2 separate regions of the Drosophila melanogaster genome follow, and region 2 is linked to region 1. Evidence: chromatin contacts called from public Hi-C data. All regions are on one chromosome and are shown on one strand. The core of a region is the stretch at or near the end of the contact, and the rest is flanking DNA. Distances in the headings are between cores, read along the strand shown.

Region 1 (3,933 bases), core at 1,231-3,730:
TAGTTAGAAGTTGGCTAGGCAAGGCGGTAAATGTTGGACAGTTGAGTTACTTAATTAGCATCAGGTGGAAATTCAGAAAAATCACAAGTGTACCTGCCTAATTAGTATTTTTATGGAAAATATTATACTGACAGTTCAATTAAAAGCATGTTCGCAGATAAAACTGTCAGAATAAAAATTGAACTGAACTCAAAAATATTTTTTTATCTTTGTTATCTTCGAACAATGCAAAGATTCGACTTGATACAACATTGACGCAGAAACAAAACAATATTTGTTCTTTTGAGAGCGGTCTTCATCCACTTATAATACCAGCCAAAGCTAGCCACACAATTCCGCTTGATATGTTTGCCTTTCATCGAATACACCATGAATTCAACCAGACCCCCCTCCCCCAAAAAATATCCGCTGAAAAAATACCCCACAGACCGGAACAGAAAAGAGGCAGCAGGATTGTTAAAACCGCTGCTGAAAAGCGACTTTCAATTAATATACAGTCCAGGGGGAGGGAAAAATTCGCAGACATTTTCCCGCTCTCACATTCCGCCGCTTTTGGCGGCTCAATTCGGTGAACCTTAACGGGCAATAACGAGCAAAAGCCGCAGGGCCAACACGCACTTGGATATGGTCGTCGTACACTACAAGAAAAGTCTCGAAAAATATGTAAAAAAAATACTTCATTTGTGTAAAGGAAAAATCATGTTAGGATATTTAATAATGTTAGAATTGTCAATTTTTTCAAGTGCATAGTTCCCATTCTAAAGTCTTTGCTCCTCTTTGTTTAATACCCAGCAGACATTTTTAAAAACGCAATCCACAAAGAATGTTAAAATACTTTGTCTCGCCCTCACACGCACTCTTGACCCGTGGGACTCGTAAATTGTGCAATTTCTTCATTGTTGCTAATTTATATGACACGTCCGAGAGCCGGCGAGCATTAAATAGAGAGAGGGGGCAGTTGGGGGAGGCGATTGAGCCAGGACGAGAAGAGAGTTCGGCAGGACGAGTGCTAATTCAAGGCAAATAATGCGTTGCAGGCGTCAGGCGTCGGGCCAAAATGGTTTCATGGCCAAAAGTCAGTCGGAGCAGGACGAGCGAAACAGCAAAAATACAAGTGTGAGTGGTTGGGGGAAAAAAGTAAAAAAGCCCAACAGGAAAAAAAAGAAAGCCGAGCAAACAAAAGGAAATAAACCGAAGCACGTAACTTTTGGTTAACCAAATGGAATATGACGGCTTTGGTAGCTCTGACCCACTCAGAGCATATCCTGCGTGGGACGAGGAGTGTGGGGGCAGTGAGGATACATCCTTATCCCCAGACACAGAGACAGACCCTCGACCGGCCCCCACCCCCCATCCACCACCACCATCACTGCACCAGCAAACCCCACTGGCCTGTTGTGTTAGTTCAAATTACCTGAAAGTCCTTTTGGGCTTTTGAGTTGCTACACCCAGCTGCATGGCCAAATGGAATGCGCAAGATGAGCCAAGTAGACCACTGCAATTTGCTGATTTTTGCCAGGAATATGAGATTCATACATATACACGGTCTTAAATGGAATTAGAGATATCTAGGTGGTGCTAGAATTGGCTTTGTTTCTGTTACATTTAATACCGCACTCGGAATTAAGAACTACCGTAGTTAAAGGAAATGTTTGTGCACTTAACACTTTGTTTTCAGTTAATGGCAAAATATTGTAGAATTTCGTTGCATGGCCAATGACATGTTTGATGTCACATTAAATTACAGCTTTTAATTGGGATTTGTAGTTTTGTAATTCCGCAATTTCGTCGCCACATAAAAATGTGCAAAAAGGTATTCAAGTTTCATAAGTCAACTTAATTTTCCAACAGCTGGTGTCAGTCGCTTAACCGCAATTATCCTGACCACTGAAACGCAGCCACGTATGAGAAACTAATTACTAAGTAGGAGCATCTAATAACTTTATGGCATTCGCTGGCTACTCACTTTTTCCAAGTCAGTTGGTCGGACAATCCGCTTAGGTCCAGTGAAATTTTGTGCGAATTAAGACATTTTTTATGCTGCTTGTGTGTCTGATAAGAGGCAGCTAAAAAAAAAAAACAAAAACCTAAAACTCATTTGGCCATTACATCCGGTGGGTGCATTGCTCCTGCTAATCCTGGCCCAACTTTGTTGCATTATTTCAAGCCAAGTTTGGAAACAAAACGTTGTGGAAATATCCAAGTTTTTTGCAGCCAGCTAGATGAATTTAGGGGGATGTGTTGAGAAGGCTGCTGGCACATTGTATGCGAAATATATTTTGCATGGAGCCCATTTCTGCTCTTTCACAACCGAAAGTTGAAAGAATATTTAGTGCCTGGCTATAAACTGAACAATTTGCTGTCAAATTATGCCTTTGAAAGGCGCAAGTTGGGCATGCGTTGGCAGGAGGTACAAAGTGTCGTAAAAAGCGCATGAAACTGTGGCAAACACTTGAGGCAGCACACAGGAGCTCCCCAGAAAGTATGCAACATTTTCGGGCGTTTTTATGGCTGACAAAGGAAGCTGCTGAGAGAGAAGGGGGACAGGGGAGTGGTAGAGGACAGGCGGAAATGAGATGAAAACTGGACACCATGTTGCAAGCTAGTTATTGAACAACAGAGGGGCTGGTACGGGGCAGGGCACAGATGCATCCACAGAGGGGCGGAGATGCACTTAACATGTGTGAAAAATGCGTTCAAGGCGAAAGCAACCAGAGAAGCTAGCTCGACCAGGTATTAGTGTGTGTGCTCCTTATTCAGCCTTTGCACTGAAAGAAATTTAATGTTTTATGACTATGAACCTAACATCGAAACAGCCTGTTTAATGAATTTCAGTAACAACACATTTTTTTTACTTGTGCTTTTTTCTCTGTGTACTTTCTTGCCGCCTTGTTTTACCGCAACAATGCGTTTATGTGTACGTTGAGGGTATTTCGGTTCTGTTGTGTTTCCTCGGGCTTCGTTCGCCTGGCAAATTGCCATAAAAAAATGTTTTCAAGCGCCACAAAATATGCAACACTCACTCTACACATGCACATGCACTTGAGAATGTGTGTGTTGCCATTCCATGTGTGTGTGTGTGTGTGCCCCATAAACTATGTTAAAATGTTGCGCATTGCATTTTCTTCGCGAATGGAACTTTTCGGTTTTGAATTAAACAACGCACGTATTTCACACCTGCCAAGCAGCAGCGTCATTCGCTCAGGTGAGGCGATATGATGGAAATGTGGAAGGCTGAATCAAAAGCATTTGCCTTGGGGGCTGGCAAAACGCGTTTATCCATATGAGTGACTGACAATCGTGAATGCCAGAGTGATAAAATGAGCGATAATTTGGTGTTGCGAGAAATGCGGGCAATGAATTTAAAATGAAAAACTTTAATCTTAACTGAAAATGAACCCAATTATGCAATTGGCTATTTAATGATTTAAGATTTTAACTGTTTAACACTTGCGTGCCGTGTTTACCAAACACTTCAAACTGGAAGTTTTCAAGCGCGCGTCTTCAGGCTATTAACTGCCATCTAGCAAATTGAAATCCTTGTTAACACACACATACACACACATGTTGAATTCACCTAACTGCAACACTGCTTGTGGGGATTTATTTACAGTTTTTGTTGCCTCCGATGGAATGGAGTGAAGTGAAGTGCTATGAAATTGAAGCAACGAACACAAGTCCGTGCACCCAACGCCTGCATTTTTCCTCCTGTTTTCACCCCCATCTGGTTTTTCCACTTTTCACCCAACACACGCACAACTTTCACTGATTGTTTAGACTGCCAACGCATCGCCTCTAACTATGCAACAAATTGTTGATGCAGTTGGTAGAAAGGGGTCGGAATCCCATCCGAGCTTACTCACTTTTTTGGCACTTGACTTGACAGTTCACCCCTGCACTTTCCTGTTCACCTTATGCAGCTTTACTTGTGTT
Region 2 (4,267 bases), core at 178-2,677, 340 kb before region 1:
TTGCTTTGCTTGGTGTTGGTTGCCGTAATAATTGAAATTATCGTAGATTTTTCCCTGCTTTCCTTTGGTGTTGGTTGCTTATTTATTTCTAGATACTGTAGTGCACTATTCCCCGTACTTGACTGTGCCATGAACACATGTCCCTGAGACTTGTGTTGTGACATCGTGAAGCTCGTATGCAATAATGTACAAATATTTACGCACACACAGAGGGAACACTTTGGTTTTCTGTGTGTGCGCTGTTTCTGTTGTTGTCACTTTCACATCTCGCCCTTCTCTATATGCTTTCTTTGTTTGTTGGCAATTTTTGTAATGGTGTTGGCTTTTCCCAAGCCTTAAAGAAATGGTCTTTGCGGCTTTAGCTTTTCCTCATCCCATCCATGCTCACACTAATCACAATCATCAAATCCTCCCGCCGATAACCCATAGTGAAATTAAACTAATCATTGGAATGTACTTCGGCAGATAGGACATGTCGCTCCGACGAGTTCACCTGCGGCAATGGACGTTGCATTCAGAATCGCTTCAAGTGCGACGATGACGACGATTGTGGTGACGGATCGGATGAGAAGAACTGCGGGGAAAAGGCGAAATGCGGATCCAATTTCTTCGCTTGCAAAAGTGGACCGTGCATTCCCAATCAATGGGTTTGCGATGGAGATTCAGACTGCAGAAATGGCGAAGATGAAATGGTGAGTTAACTAAAATAAAACACAAGTTGATAACAAGGGAAAACACAGAAACCGTGCAAGCAAGATATATTTATATTTTTGCCGTGTAAAGTCCGGAAATCTTTTCCCCTACCTTCAACTTGCAATGAAAATTGATATGAGCACATTATCAAACCACATACACACAAACATGCACACATACAAATGCCAAGTTGTTTAACAGCCCTCGCATATAAATATGTATTTATATGGAGCAAGCTAGGAAGCATAAATTATGCAAGACGCGAGCATTATTCAAAACTGGCAACGACGACGAGGACCATGTCGGCAACTGTTTCCCATAAACATTTATATGTATGACGCATGGCTTTTGTTGTCCGTAGGGTGGTGCCCGAAATTGCATGGCTCCGAACAGCAATAAAAACAGTGCAGAAACTATCCGAACAGTTCGCAAAAAATACTCTTTTACGAATTTACTGAGAAAATATTTTATAGTAATTCTTTAAAGCAAAAAATCGTATTAAAATTCTTAAACTGTTTGATTGCCAACAAAAAAAAAGGTTAAAATATTTATTATCTTGCATCACAAAAACATCACACAATATCGAAACACAATATAAAAACCAACTTAAAAATTTCACCTTTAAAAATCCGATTAATTAAATTCGTAAAAATAAACGGGCTATTTACACACAAGTACTCCTCTTTACAAAGCGTATAGAATGTGGAAAATGTTTTCTGGCATCTCCTAAAAGTATGCAGTACAAAAAATGCAGGCAATGGCCACAGGGACCTCTATATAAGTGTGCATGTACGTATGCTCTCGTGTGTATGTGTGCGTGCTGGTGCATAAGGGCTTTGCGTGTGCGAGAGTGTGTTTGTGAACCGGGCTTAGCTGCCTGAATATTTGGTTGGCACTTAACAAGAAAAGCAAACTGTTGTAGCAGCAGTAAAGTTAACTTCCTTTATCCTCGCCACGGGTAGAGATTCATCTTTTAAAAGACGACCTTGTGAAAAACTTAAGCATTAAGCTCTGACTTTTAAGCAAACTTAATTTTAAAAGTACCCATTTTATCTATATAATTCATTCACTTTTAGCAAAACTGCACCGTCAGTCTATTGAACTTCTGCCAAGCGGGTGAGTTCCAGTGCTCGGATAGAATCACCTGCCTGCACAAATCGTGGGTTTGCGATGGCGAGGCCGATTGTCCCGATGGCGAGGACGAATCGCAGTCCAACTGCCTAAAAGTGTCCTGTCGTCCGGATCAGTTCCAATGCAACGATCAAAGCTGCATCGCTGGCCATCTGACCTGCAACGGGAAGAGGGACTGTGCGGATGGCAGTGATGAAATTATGTGCGACATTAGTGCGACGCCAAGGACTTGCAATGCAACCACTGAATTCGATTGCGGCGGTGGTCTGTGCATCCCGAATGCCAAGGTCTGCAACCGCAGGAAGGATTGCCCGAATGGCGAGGATGAGCCGGCCGGAAAGTGTGGCATCAACGAGTGCTCCTCGAAGAATGGCGGCTGTATGCACCAGTGTGTGAATCTGGAGGTGGGTTACCGCTGCGAGTGCCACGATGGCTATAAACTGGGCGCCGATCAACACACATGTGTGGACATCGATGAATGTGAGACTCCTGGCATTTGCTCCCAGGTGTGCGTCAACGAGATCGGAGCCTTTAAGTGCGAGTGCGAGGCGGGCTACATGAGACTCCTGAAGAATCACACCAGGTGTAAGGCCAGCGAAGGACATGCCTCGCTACTTCTGGCCAGGCGCCATGACATCCGGAAGATAGCACTGGATCGACCGGAAATGACGTCAATAGTGAATAGTACAAAGGCAGCCACGGCTCTGGACTTCGTGTTCCGCACGGGAATGATCTTCTGGAGCGATGTTGCAACCCAGAGTATTTACAAAGCGCCCATTGATGAGGGTAACGATAGAACGGTGGTGCTGACAAAGTCCTCGGTGACCTCGGATGGCCTGGCTGTCGATTGGATCTATAACCATGTCTACTTTACGGACACCCACAAGTGCACCATCGAACTGACCAACTTCGAGGGCAGCATGGGCAAGGTCCTGGTAAAGGACTCCCTGGACATTCCTCGTTCCATTGCTTTGGATCCCATCGAGGGCTGGATGTACTGGTCCGACTGGGGCGCCTCTCCGCGCATCGAAAGGGCGGGTATGGATGGCACCCACCGCACTGCCATCATCACCTACGATGTTAAGTGGCCAAATGGCATCACATTGGACCTGGTTCAAAAACGCCTTTACTGGGTGGATGGCAAGTTGAACACCATCTCGTCGTCAAACTACGATGGCTCGCAAAGACATCAGGTGCTCTACTCCGGCGAATACCTGCGACATCCCTTCTCGATCACCACCTTCGAGGACTACGTCTACTGGACCGACTGGGATAAGCAAGCCGTCTTCAAGGCCAACAAGTTCAATGGAATGGATGTGGAGCCTGTTACGGCGACGCATATGGTAAGTGTATTTCCCAAATTGTTTCTTTTTAAGATTACATATATCGAGAATTTTGCAATCGTAACTGCTTGCGATGATAGCACACTTCCTATTAAATTTAATACATAACATATCCGGAGGAATGTGACCTTAAGTACAAGTGTCTGATTGCCTGGTATGTAAGTCGTCGCTTGGGAATTATGGTAGATAATTGTGAAACGTTTGAGCTTCTTATCTAAGCTACTCATTCCAAGAAACGAGAAATTAAATACATTTAAAAGAATATATTTGTAAGGATAGATAGAAAAAGTATTTTTATAACCAAAAAACTTTTACCATTTCCAATTCTAGTTGGAACATCCCATGGTGGTGCACGTGTACCATCCTTATCGCCAGCCAGATGGCGTGAATCACTGCCAGTCGGTGAATGGCCACTGTTCTCATCTTTGCCTGCCAGCTCCCAGGATTAACGAGCGGAGTCCTCGCATATCCTGCGCCTGTCCGACAGGCCTGAAATTAATGCCCGACGGGCTAATGTGCGTCGAAGATCGTAAGTAGATTTTACTGTGTCCTTTGGGTATTTTACGGCGGATTTCGTAATTGCATTTGAACATTCCGCCGCGATGGCACCGCTTTGTTGTCCATCTGACCAACGGTGGAAAATCGATGCGTGGAGATGCAGAACGCTTTCCCGCTGCGGTTGCGGCCATTTAAGTGGCCATCTGCACTGCGCTTTTCATTGCATTGCATTTCCAACTTTTCGAATTTCATTATACCTATGAAATAACCCTTTGTTTGTAGTGGGTATCCCAACTGTGCGTCCCACTGCACCGATGCACCGGACAATCGAACAGTCGTCCAACTCAACCACAAAACTACCTCAAGATGGGTACAGTGAAACGCCGGGTATGCGACACTTTTCTACGAAACTTATGGTGGTGGTTTATTTGGATTAAGTAGGGTTCCTGAAAATTTCAATAACGTAAATATTAAAGCAAAATCAATGACGACAGCGTTATTAGCTATATTTATATTATTGAAATTTACGAATCCTGCGAGTTAAAAATTAATAGAAATTGGTGTCGGTTTTATCTAAGCTTCTCTGTTTCATGTACTCTCAT

What was found. A called contact is a pair of places that touch in the nucleus more often than the background predicts.
Region 2: a Hi-C map of the Kc167 cell line shows a contact between it and region 1, with 1.4 times the contacts expected there. The contact joins two enhancer-like sites.

The regions. Positions count from the first base shown.
Region 1 is chr3R:25,369,413-25,373,345 of dm6, reverse strand. The region is part of intron 4 of Fur1 (Furin 1); the gene reads left to right. Among named protein-coding and RNA genes, the nearest start is that of alrm, 11 kb to the left of the region's middle. Within about 2 kb of position 2,480, at least 9 of the 39 cell types and tissues checked have an H3K27ac peak or open chromatin away from gene starts, as enhancers often do. A contact at or near this core is called in the Kc167 cell line, where this site is marked.
Region 2 is chr3R:25,705,716-25,709,982 of dm6, reverse strand. The region is part of intron 4 of LpR2 (Lipophorin receptor 2); the gene reads left to right. Among named protein-coding and RNA genes, the nearest start is that of CLS, 20 kb to the right of the region's middle. Within about 2 kb of position 1,427, at least 27 of the 39 cell types and tissues checked have an H3K27ac peak or open chromatin away from gene starts, as enhancers often do. A contact at or near this core is called in the Kc167 cell line, where this site is marked.